2 separate regions of the Bicyclus anynana genome follow, and region 2 is linked to region 1. A link is a contact called in public Hi-C data. All regions are on one chromosome and are shown on one strand. Each heading gives the region's core, a stretch centred on a gene start, on an enhancer-like site or on the middle of the called end of the contact. The rest is flanking DNA. Distances are from core to core; before and after follow the strand shown.

Region 1 (6,880 bases), core at 3,300-5,799:
TCTTACAGGCAAAATCTTACAACCGAGCCGGTTTGCTTGATTCTCCAAACTAAACTAAATAAGTGAGATCAATGCACTTAAGTACGATCTTGTCATCGATAAAAAGTAAGTACCAACTATCTACTCGTACTAGTGAAGTTTCAATTACATGTCGTAAGGCCAGTAGAGCGGCAAGCAACACTTAGCCGCTTATTAACTAGGCAGATACTCGGTGCCTTCGACCTTTCTGTTGCATAACCGACGCGATCAGGCAGAAAGTTTGCCAAAACTGCAACATCTATCAGCTACCTACTTACAAATTTGATATAATGGCCGTTTTAGAGCTAGAACAGTTTGTGCAACTGTATCTCAATCTGGTGTCCTATGATTTATACAATTAACCAAGAAACGCAATCGCGAATTCATCAGTGTGTGCGAAGCTTTATTTATATTTACTTTATTTATGGCATATACCAGGGGTGGCCAACTTGATTAGACCCAAGATCTAATGTTTACTGTTAAAACCCTGTACGATCTACTCGTATATATTAGTGCGTTATTGCATTTTTTGTATTCAATTCACTATGATCAATGAAATCATTAAACCGATAAATTGAACCAACTTCTCGAATTTCTGAAATCGCTTTAGCAAATTTCGAAGTCTGCTACCACTGCCCTAATTTCTGTCGTGTACTTCATATAAATGGAGTTGTAGGTAGACGTTTTTTCAAAATATCATCTTTGATACTTACACATTGTTCAAATTTTTTCTTTTCTGTGTCAACTATCTTAAATTATATATTATATTTTTTATAAAAATTATACAAGATGATGCGTGAAGCAGTTGCCAATTACGTTGCGCTGTCTGGTCTACGTATTTTTTTTATAAATTTTTTGCCTTGCCACGATCTACTGGACTTAACAGTCACGAGCGACCGGTCGATCGCGATCGACTTGTTGGCCACCCCTGGCATATACTAATGTGGAGGTTGTAGATTGATAACTGAGTAGATGAGTATCCTGAGACAAAAACCCTCGAAATAAAACATAAATTCTTCAGACACAGAATATTGGACCTTTTAACACGCTTAGTTATTTTTACTGTCAATTTGAACTTATGTCAAGGTAATTCGAGCAATTCCAAAACCGGTTAAGAACTATTATTACGCATACGTATGGCTATCCGCTACTGATATTTTCCGCTGTGTTATTTAGAGGACCGAGGATCCTCTGATGCAAGTACCTACTAGTCAAAGAAGACGCCCTATTAGAGTCGTTCTACCCATCTCTTTTGCTTCTGCCTTCGGGCTCTATTCGCCATCAGGCTATGCTTGTGCGCTCGCCCAAAACCCTCGGTACCGTCGCTGAGGTCCCATTAAGGTGCTTACACAATTAGAATTTTTTTATTGATATTCTATTTCACAGAAACAGAAGACTACTTAAATCAGAGTAATCAGACAACTGATTAAAGGCATTCGGAAAATCGAAACTCAGAATAACATTATTTCGTAATTATTTCGTAGAAATAACGTTACTGTTTTCCGACTACTACACACCACTTGTTGTATAATGACGTCACTAACGTGATTTCGTTGAAATATCCATGATAGATGTTCACAAGAACAAAAAGTGAGGTGGCTCATGTTTTGAATCGGACACCGAAATACGAGTACATAAATTTAATTACTACCTAAGTCAGACAGGATGTAATCCCGGATACAGTTAGCCCGTGTTCCCACAACACCGGAGCGGCATCGGGGAGGTTATTTTGGCCTTAGTGTATCAGTCCGGGCGCTCCCGAGATCGTGAGTTAAAAAGCCCACGTCCGGGTGATATACAGCTTGCCCTTCCGGGAATTTTACCGGTTCGGCGTTGTAGGATTTAGGCCCTAGTGGGAACCCGGCCTTAGTTAAATAGGAGCAGCTTATGGATGCTTGTTGATTGTGAACTAATAAATAGTGGTATTTAATTATAAGACAATAGAGACCATTTTTAGGGTGGCTATAATGTATTATGCATCTTTGATGGTGCACATAGAACAAGGTCGGCCGCTTCCTACGTATTATGGTGGGTTGACCCAACAGGTGCAACTGCAGGTGATTGTTACCTTATTTTAATAGCTAATAGGTAGATACTAGATAGGTAATTATTTCTCTAATGTGAGCGTTAATGTCAATAGCTAGAACACCAGTCCTGCGCAAATAAGTACCTTGGTAGGTAGGTAATAACTATTCCTCGTAAAGTTCGTTTTAGTCCTTGAAGCTGCAATTTGATTAAGTATGTGTAAACTAAGTGAATTCTACTTTTTAGTAGGTAACTAAGATAATTTTGACGTGATAATCTTCTACTTTTATAGGTAGTACCTAGAACTACCTACATATTACCTAACTTTACTATTACTGATTACCGTAAAAGCTATTGGTAAGTCTTATAATCTATCTACAACCCACTTAACTCAGTATCAGCATTTAAGTTGATATTAATTGAGAATCGCCTTGCTTTAGCCGCTTTAAACACCGTTGGTTCTACTATTTTTCTACATTTAGTAATTCAATTTCCGACTTCAAAAAAAGAAGATGTTCTCAATACGGGATCTTTTACCATTTTTATCTCGTTCGCCGATTACTCGGACGGCTAGACTATTTTTTTTTGTTTAAAAGGGTATATATACTTGCTACTCCCCAAATGGTCCCACGAGCATCATGTTAGGATCTAATGATGCGATCCTTGTGAAATCAAGAGAACTCTTCAATTTTTTTTTGTCCATTTTGGAGTCGGACATTTGTAAAAAAAAATAATGATTGTACTTAAACTAAAGCCATACCTACACGAGGAGTACTGTTTACTAACAAACAAATTAAATATGAGGGTAAAAAGCCAATGTCATTTCATTACTTTTTTTATTTTAAATTATGTATTGTTTTTTTATAAAATATTATTTAAAATATATTAACTATATTTTATTGTTGTAATGTTATTAATCAAATTTATTTTCATTAATTTATGAACAACTTAATTATAATTATTATAAGGAGAATCTCTAGTCATTTCAGACTAGAGATTCTTACCCTCATTTTTAATTTGTTTGTTCGTAAACAGTACTCATCGAGTTTGGCTTTAGTATAGTTAGGTAAGTTACTCAATTTATATGAAATACAAACGCATATTAAATTATATGAGTAAATCCAGTAATTGATAAATAACAAGTGTAACAACAATAAAACATCGGCCTAACCACAAAAAAACCGTCATGTCATGAGTCAAGCCGATGACCCCGCATTTATTGCCGTCTGCCGTCTGATATCGACGAATGTAAAACCTGTTGTTCCCATTACGAAATTCGACCAAGTCGTGCATGGATCTAGTCTGACCGCATCTCCGGCACCGCTACGATAAACTCTGATACGAGACTGTCGAGACTAATATTGTCGCGAAAGTGGTTCTCTCGCCACCACGATTCTGCATTCCATAGCGAAATGATCGTTAGATACGCAAAAACGAGATGTGGCCAAGTGGCCAACATTGTGCTACTCATTCGGCAAACACGAGAGTTAAACGTAGGTTGTAGATTAGTCGCATTCTCAGGTGTGGCTCATATAAATGCAGTGTAATGTTTCAATGATATGCTTTAATAGATCAAGATAGGTAAATTATAAACAGGTAAATTATATAGGTAAATGAAATAAGTGCCTTCATAGAACAAAAATATAGTAAGGCAATGGCTTCATTGCTATGCTTTATTAGATCCATTATGTACCTATCATAATGTATCTAGATATTAATATTATGAATGAACTTAGAACATACATTCCTTAGATACATTCATAAAATAAAAATTTAGTAAGGTAGTTTGATATTTTAAAAACTTATCGGAAAAAAAAACGTTATTTTCGAGTCAAAGAAAGCGCCACCGTATCCACCAATGAAATTGGAGAAAAAACCCGCGAAATTAGATTAAATGTCAAAAGTCATGTCAATGCGACTTAGAGAAACACTAACCTGTCCGGTCGCTTTTTTGTATCGGAGAGTAGCTTCCCGTACGAGGTCCCTGACCAACAGGTCGCCAGCGCCGCAAGGTACCAACACTCGTACGGAACCAAAACACACCGTCACCTTCATGTTAACACTTATGATTCACCGAACACTGCTCACACTACACTATACACGGTAAGATTCCACAAGCTAGCATATTAGTTTGTCCAAAAACTAATAGGAGCACAACACTATCTGACGCACATGGCAAAGGTGGCCCTATGTCGTAGCCGTTCACAAAGCACCGTTGAAACAAAAAGGACAAAACCACCGGTCCCGTCGTGAGTTTTCATAGCGCCGGGTGCGGCGGCCGCTCGCACTGGATCGGTTCGCAGTTTGTTTTGTATCTATCAATACGAGTTTGGTATAGTAATGGCATTCAACATTGAGCACATTTCGATAAGATTACGCGGAATACGGGCTCGAGCGCGCGATTAGCGACAGCAACGGTCATAGCGAGGAGTATGAATAAGAATTCGTTTGGAATGGAAGTCAGTGGCGGGGGAAGCGGGCAGGGGGTGCGGGGCGCGACCGGTTCCCGCGCCAGCCAATCGCCAGCCGCGTCACGGCCGGCAGCTGTGCGCTTGTGCCGCGCGCGCGTCTCGCCGCGTCATACCTGCGCGCTACCCGAAACCGTGTTTCACTTGCATTGCATGTCAACTACTTCAATTTTTTGAATGAAACCGCCCTCACTAGGTAACTGAGTCACGAGTTTTCAGAACAGAGGAAATAAATATCAAAGCACCTACTTGATTCTTTACACTAAGTGCATACTTGACACTTTGATATAAGTATGTTTGTTGTAATGTAACTATTTACATTGAAATAAAACAATTTACCTTATTAGCCAACAATGCACTTAATATGCTTACTAACGGACACCCGTGACTTTGCCCTCCCTTAGACCTCCTAAATCCGGTCCTCTTTCAAAATCCGTTCTTAGCGGACGTCTTCTAACTATAAACTACCTCCCTGCCAAATTTCATCTTTGTACGTCAAATAGTTTTCGAGATTTCGTGATGTTGACCTTTTATATATTAAGGTACTACCTATTAGTAGATATTATTCAGTGGCGTGCACTTCATAGATGCAAAAATGCGCTGCCTTCCCACCCTAAGGATTCAATACAAACCTATGTTCGACACAAAATACATAGTTGGACAAGGCTTTCCAATTTTTACTTATAGTGCATACCCTAGTTTAAAACCTTGTGCACGCCACTGATATTATTGTGTTAATGTTTGCATATTTTGAGAGCAAACGACAATTTTATCATGGTAAATTTAAAATTACCAGTAGTCATTTAATTTATTACATCATCATTCATCTCCCAAGCATTAAAACATGTATTTATTAAGCCTACATAATACCTAAGTAGTACTAATACTTTTTTTTATGTAGGCGTACAAGTACGGTTGTAGGTCAACTAAGTATTTACATTATAAATAATATGCTAATTATTAATAGCATATTTTGTCATTCTCATACATTTTGTTTGGTCTATTTAGCCCAACGGATTTTTTATTTCCTATAGTTGTTATTGTATTTAATGGGGATGATGGCTAGGTTTGAATATACTGATTTTTATGATACATTCGTGTAAATAAGGTCAATGTTAACTAATTTATTCATAAAAAGCAAGGATTGTCTGGATATTTGCAAAATAAATGAGATTATAAAATTTCACAATCTATCAAAAATCTTTTATCGTAATTAGATGAAAATTCATACAGTTTTAGCTTCCTTACATTAAATGTGACATTTTTTAATAAATATACTACAACCATAAACGCACAAATAATAAAGATATTAGTATTTTTTTTGAACACACGTACAAATCTAACGATCATTAAATTACCTACGACGTCATTAGTTAGCGTCGCAAATCTGACCCTTTAAATCCCTGTAGCTCCGAAAGTAATGACCGCAGATACCCTGTTACTTTTACAAAATTGCTTTACTATTAGCATAATCCTAATTTATATACAATTTAAAAAACCATCATCCCTATTCATTGTATGATCTTACCATAGCTGGGCACCGTTAATCAAATAGTTAACTTCGTTAATCGTTAATCCGCTACAAAAAAAGTTAGCTTCGTTAAACGTTAAAGCGTTACATGTCGGAAGAATTAACGCAAGTTAACGTTAATCGTTAATCCGTTAATATGACTGGTTAATATTGCATTTTTTTATATTATTGTGTGAGATTCCCATTGGAAAAATAAAGGTGAGCACTGGAGAAAAGTGCCATAATTTGTTTTTAGTTGATTTTATCTATAATTTTAACATAAATATAGTAATTTGTTGATTTCTTTGAAAAAAAATTCTTTCATAATTTCTTACTTGTTTAAACCTGTTAATCACGTCGCGCGGTAAATAGTAGGCATTGGATTAACAATTAACGGACTTCTGCACGTTAACGGAAGTTAACGAGTCCGTTAACATTTTTAAAAGTTAACTTAAAAGTTAATCCGTTAATGAACATGTTAACTTCGTTAATTAACGATTAACGGATTAACGAGTTAATGCCCAGCTATGGATCTTACTTATATCAAATGGTCATTAGACAAGTTAAGGTAACATGTCATAGTAGGAATATCCAGATCTTTGTATACCTAGTTAAAAAAAAAACATTCATAAGTAAAAACCAAAGTGCCTTATGAGTCGGCAGTAATCGGTCAAACACATAGAAAGGAAACAATAGAACAGTATTTCCACATGAATAGTTTGGAATGCATAGTTTTTCTGAGCAAACCTTGCTGGAAGTGAATTGCACAATGCAATTATTTCAGTGTTAACTTATAACAGCCAGTGAAATCGAAAGGATGAACCAGTTTATACCGGAAATGTGCAATCAAAGAATCAAA
Region 2 (6,476 bases), core at 2,942-5,441, 37 kb before region 1:
TTAGTTCATCACGATCATGAACGTGTTTGGCCTCACAACAGTCAAAACTGACTAGTTGATCCTATCTCGAGGATCTTCACAGAAAACAAATTGATACTCAAAGACTGTCTCAAAACTACCTACTATGGCTTACAATTCTACTCGTATAACGTTAAAAATATGGATATTTTCTCGATCAAGGTTACTTAACGCGTTTTTATTTAGCGTCCTTCGAATTTCCTTAAAAATAAAAATGTTAACCTTTCACTTTTATCTGCATTTGCAACAGTGTCAAAATAAACGTTTATTTTAGCTTAATTTGCTTTTTTTAGCTTATATTTTTTTTTATAATCAATAATATATGTATCTTCTGGAATCAAATACTACTTGAAGTTTTGAGCAGCAAAATATATTCATACTATATATTTTTATGGGGAGACCCTTGGTCCATGGTGTCGCAGTGCCAAGATTTTTCTCTAAATAATTTCATCGGCTAGTTGCCTCGACTGATGACTGGTTTAGCGCAAAGTATTCTTACCACCATACCACGAGGGTATGATTTGCATAGTTATTAGGATAAGTTAGCTTAAGTTTCTTATTGTATTATTTCTCAGTAAAAAATGCATTCAATTCAATATACTCGCCTTTGTTTACAGCAACACGTTTGACGTTAGGTATAATTTCATGGTACACAAACATATTACTCATTTTTGTTTATTGATATATGTGATATAGATTAATTTCCTTAATGTTAATGCTATGCTATCAAACTTAAGCTATCAAACTTACCGTTTCATTGACTTTGGGCAACAAATTCTTTTGCAACTTCTGGACCGGATAAGTCTGCCTCCACCCGAACAACCTCACTAACTTGTCCGCCACATCTTCACACCGAGGCGGATCTTTCATAGTTTTTATTGTTACACTTTAAACCACTTTAACTATCGAAGGCATTGTCTCATAACGGAGGTAATTTGAAACACGTTCTAAAAACTTTTGTAGAGACTCCTTACAAACACAAGTACCGACTCATTACTGACTACATCGTATAGATATTAATAAGTTCTAATAAACAGACGCGCAAAAAGTGCAAAAAATGTCGAGTGACGCGGCCGAACAACAGACACATTCTATTCGGCCTCGTCGGTTATCGCTCCATCGTTATTCGTTATCTTCAATCCACGCCCCTCCTATTCACTTGTATAAAGCGTTGCATCTGCAGGCTCTATCTTAGAGACTAAACCGCAGAATACGGAACTTAATAAACCGCCTCGTTGGTCTAGTAATTAGCCTTTGTGGCTTCGGATCACAAGGTCCTATTCCCATAAGTGCTATGATTTTGTGGGATAATCAGTTCCAGAGTTGGGATGTTAGTGGTGTTATACCTGCCTCGGAGAACACGTTAAACTGGCGGTTTATCATTATGATCTGATAGTGATCGCTACAGTCAAACACCATCCCTCCCTGCCCAGTACCCACAAAACCGCATTGTAGTATCGAAGGGATTAAAATCTCATTAAATTAGACTGAAGATAATGATGACGGAACTTTATAAAATGTAATATATGACACGTATTCAAATTGTTTTTACACCTCACACCTGCTTTAAACAATGCTACACCATTCGTAAAGTAAATAAAAAAATATGAATAATTTGGCGACAATGACTCTTCCGCTCTATATATGGCCTCTAATAAAACTTGAATCAAATTGAATTAATTTAGACAAAGTTAATAGACAATATTTTTTTTCAATTTTATTCACTGAGTTGCAATTAAACGCAGCTAATCAAAGCATAATTTATGAAGCGTTGGCACAGGTTACTTAAGCAGACAATTTTAAATGCAAGTATCAGAAATTATTAGCTTTAGCGGATTTAGCCCATCATTGTAGTCTAAGGTCAATCACCTTCATAGGTAAATAACGGCTATGCCTCTGGAGCGAGCTCGGTTGGATGGAGTAATCCAAAGGGGACCTTCACCTGACCAAATGCGGAAAAGACCTACAGAAGAAGGAAAGATAAATAGGTAACTGGAATATTAAATAAAAATTGTGTGGTCGGTGCTAGGTGCCGTAGTAAGTCGCATAAAAAGAACTGTGTTCCAACAAAAGGAAAAAGCAGGTAGGCATCTACAGCAACGTGATTTACACTTCAATATCAAATTCTGAGAAGCGCTTTGCAATTCTCTGATTGGTTTTTAAATCTGTGATGAAATAATATCCCGCTTTCCACTTTATTAGGGCTTTAAATTACGTAAAAACATTCTGTCATTATGTTTTAACAATCGTCCATAAAGTCATTCATCTACATGTTACCAAATACGAGCCAACCCATTGTTGAAAAGTTGAGATTATTCTATCGTGGGAGCTAGACTATTTAAGAATTAATTGTTGTGAGATGGTACATTTTGAATTTTGGGTACACTAGGGTTTTTCTTTATAATAATGATTAATAGACTAAGCAGATGATCCACCCTATGGTAAGTGGAAAATAATGGCTTATAAAGGGAGTAACACCCTACACACTACCTACGTTCTACAAGTACCGCCTCGTGAGCATCAACATCAGGCGTAGATTTTAAGACTGTAACTACAACAGCAACCATTACCTTGAGACCACAACACAGCAATGGCTCTGCAGGCATAAGCATGGCGATAGTAATTCCACGATCGAGCTCTATCACAAAATAAAAGCAATATAATAATACATAATGATTGAAGCAATTTGTAAGGCTTTTAGATTCACTCTACACAAAAAAGTAAGAGAGGTATACATGCTTGGAAAGAAGCGAAAGCAAAGTGAAGACAATCAGGTGATATAATTTGGGAGAACAATTTACAGTTGGGTGAAGTTAAAATTAATACGGAGGTCTTTTGTAAAAACCCAACCGCAGATTATAGCTGACTCAAATAATAGCATAGCAGCTTTCTATGATGAGATCTGGGTATATAGATCAGCGACAATTGCTAGTGTAGCTCTAAATGATACAACTGCGAACCATGACAATGGTGGTATTTAGGAGTGCCGCCACAACTGTATTTATAATTTCTTACTAACATACTTGACCGGAATTTGTTGTATGTACACCCAACAATAAAGAATGTTCATAATGTGTTTGTATATTTTCATTAATTTCTACCCAATCCCATAGTGATGAATCTTTTGAGATATTCAGATTATGCCTATGAAAATCCTGGTAAAAAATTAAACGATTTCGTGGCATTTCAACGAATGCCGAAAACAACCAGTAAAACACAGATTTGATGTTTTGGTTTTGCTTACTTTATCCTTTCGTTAATATTGAAAATATGATTCATAAAATCTAAAGTAGAAGATATTTATGATAAAATGTATAATTAGTTGTCGTAGGTACAGCTAATTAGATTATATAGTTAGTTACCTTGACAAGTGTGGTGTTGTAAAATGATACCTACATCTAGTGCTTAGAAAGCAACGAATGTAACTAACTCGGGCATATAGACTAGAAAGCACAAGCATAAAATGAAACTAAGACGCATTTTATAGGTATCGTATGGAATGGCTCAGCAGGTTTATAATTACATGTTATTACATTATCTTTTATATATTTTATTTATATATATATTTTTATATATATTTTATATATTTTATTTTTATTTTATTATATATCGTAAAGCGAAAAGTTCTGTCTCGTATTATTGCTCTGTGGTCGCAGGCGACTTGCGTGCAGTCATGCCACACTGGATATTCAACAAAAAATGATGCAAAAGCAAGTTCACTTGTTTTTTGTTCAAGTTTTACTTGTACTTCTTTACAAACCCATGAGCGTGCAATGAAGACGTTTCCTCAACAACTGTGGAGCTGCTAAACTTAAATATTTTAAGGTCTTCACGGTCCTAAAGAACTTAATGTGTATGATCCCGAAATTGTCAAATCCAAAATTCCATACCTCTTTATTTACAAAAATTTTCTCGTCACAATTCAACCTTCACTATCGGTTGCGTTATGCAGTGGACTGTGCAACTTTTGTGCTAACAAATACCTACAGAGTTAAGTGACAATGCCTTCAATTGCCACGTCCGCGTTCGTCATTACTCATTACGTTCCTAATTTAAATTTATCTTAGCACACTTCACTGCTCACACTGTGTATGTTCGATATTCGAAGGTGAACGTCACTTATTATAGCGGATGTAAACAAACAAGAGGCAGCGCGGCGGCGGGCAACTGGCTCAGTTTTCTGCGCGTGCGCCGGTCGCGTCGACCCGGGGCGACGGGGCGGGGGCCGGGGGACGGTCGGCAGGTCGCCTCCGCTCCCCTCAGCTCGCCGACCGAGCTAGCCGCCCCGTGTAAACAGAGATTCGTATTTCGATCCTACAGATACTTAATTACTTAAATAACACCTGATATGTCATCAATTTTCGCTATATCTACAGAAGGAAACAATGTAAGAGTTTTAGGCCTCTGATTTATAAGCATGCTATTATGGTCAATAGGTTTGCGTTTGACCAGGTTTGACTGTAGCTAATAATGCTTGATGGAAATTTAAAAATATACTTATACATTAAAGATGTCACGCAGTTTGATCAGAAACGTTGCAAACATTTGGTACAGGTTACCTTGATGTCGCAACATACGTATTTCGCCGTTATCGACGTCTACAAGTTCAAGAGTTCAAGAAGAAGGAACAAAAACGTGGAATTCCTAAGCACACTCTCAAAAGTTTTTCCGGTAGAACACCAAGAAACATGCGACATTGCAACGGTGCAACAAAATTTGCAATTTTGTCAGTTTCAATTCATTACCTTCCCTCATTCCTCAAAGCGCGGCAATCTATAGAGTCTAATGTATTGAGCTGTTAATTTAGATTATTACCTCTATCTTTGAAAAATGTCGATTTGTCTCAGAGAGCATGTTAACATCGTTCCCGGTTATTATCATTAACATCTAAAAATGATTGTCATAAATACAAAAATTTTGAGTATCATCCTGTTACCCGTATTTGAAGCTCTTGGTCTAAGCTCAATAACTCTTCTCTTCTAAGGATAAGAAATGTTAGGTTCTGTAGTGGACCTTAAAAATACAAATGATGATGATCTATCAAATATAATTTGAAATCTAGTATTCTCGACTCACAATACGAAACGTTTTGAGAAAGTAATGGGAATATGGAAGGAAAGAAGGAAGAATGATGGAATTTTACTACAACATCCTCTTATTAATTAGGAGGTGTGTATTATTTATAATTAATATTCATATTAAAATAAATAACAGGAAACAAGAGATGGGAAAGGCATTCTACATCATGATTGATTAGCAACACCGGATTAGAAACGAGGAAGCCATACAGTTATTGCGTATTAGTGGAATGTAAAATACATATGGTTACATTACAAATTAAGTAGGCAGGTATAAATTGGACACAAGAGTTCTTGTGATAGAATTAGCATGATCAAAATAGCAAAGATAATTTACTACTTATGTATTTTACTTTTCAGATTTAAAAATATGACCCGATAATCCATATCCATATTTACTAATATTATAAAATACCAAAGTAAGTCTGTATGTGTGTCTGTTTTCACGATCACGACTAAATAGTACAATTAATTTGAAGCAGCAGATTATACTCCTATGCCACTTTTTATCACGAAAGTATATAGTAAAAGGGTTGAAAGTTTGTAGGAAAGTCTGAAAAATATACTAAGAACTTTTCTGCTTTCCTATATTTAAGAGATTAAGATACATAATTGCGTAAATCATAAGATAAATAGAAAATATAATCTTTTTTAAGAATGTTACAAACTCCACTTCTAAAGATTGAAAATTATATTTAAATAATTATGAGGATCACCATCCTATCCTATCCTACTATCGTTACTCTTTAACGCCGCTACTATTGAAGCGATTTGGCTGAAATTTGGAATGGAAATAGATTTTTCTCTGGATTGACACATAGGCTACTTTTAATCCCGAAAAAATCCATGGTTTCCCGAGATTTGCGAAAACTAATGACATTGGTGATATGAATGTTTGTTACTCTATCACGCCTCGACTACTGCACCGAATTAGCTGAAATTTGGTATTAAGAATATTATAGCCTGGATTAACACATAGGCTACTTTTTATCCCGGAAAAATCCATGGTTCCCGGGGGATTTGTGAAAAAGTAAATTCCACGCGGACGAAGTCGCGGGCGTCCGCTAGTAATGTAATATTTCAATTATTTCCAAAATTTCATTTCTATCAGCACGTTAACGCTTTGTCCTATTAAAATGACGTTGGAAGGACTCTGTATAGGCACAGGCAGGAAACGGTTTGCCTGTCCGTATGTGCTGTGGCTGCGAGGCGTGACGGACGCGACCGGCGGAACGGTCGGGGTGACCGTCGACCTGATCCAGTTGTCATCAAGGACAATGGACACTTTCCCAAAGGAAAGGCGCCTATATTATTACGCGTCCCCTTATTCATTTTATTTATTTCAAAGGTAACTTAAGTAATAAGCTTTATGAAGGTCTA

What was found. A called contact is a pair of places that touch in the nucleus more often than the background predicts.
Region 2: a Hi-C map of whole larva shows a contact between it and region 1, with 2.2 times the contacts expected there. The contact joins the promoter of LOC112053199 here to the enhancer-like site in region 1. A contact is called at or near these places in 2 of 2 Hi-C or Micro-C datasets (whole body and whole larva).

The regions. Positions count from the first base shown.
Region 1 is chr5:11,506,395-11,513,274 of ilBicAnyn1.1, reverse strand. No RefSeq gene overlaps it. Among protein-coding and RNA genes, the nearest start is that of LOC112053199, 35 kb to the left of the region's middle. Within about 2 kb of position 4,549, at least 8 of the 8 cell types and tissues checked have open chromatin away from gene starts, as enhancers often do.
Region 2 is chr5:11,542,948-11,549,423 of ilBicAnyn1.1, reverse strand. It overlaps LOC112053199 (partitioning defective 3 homolog), which reads right to left and starts at 4,191. Exons shown (of 21, transcript XM_052881689.1): 1 at 3,909-4,191; 2 at 769-987. The coding sequence starts at 888.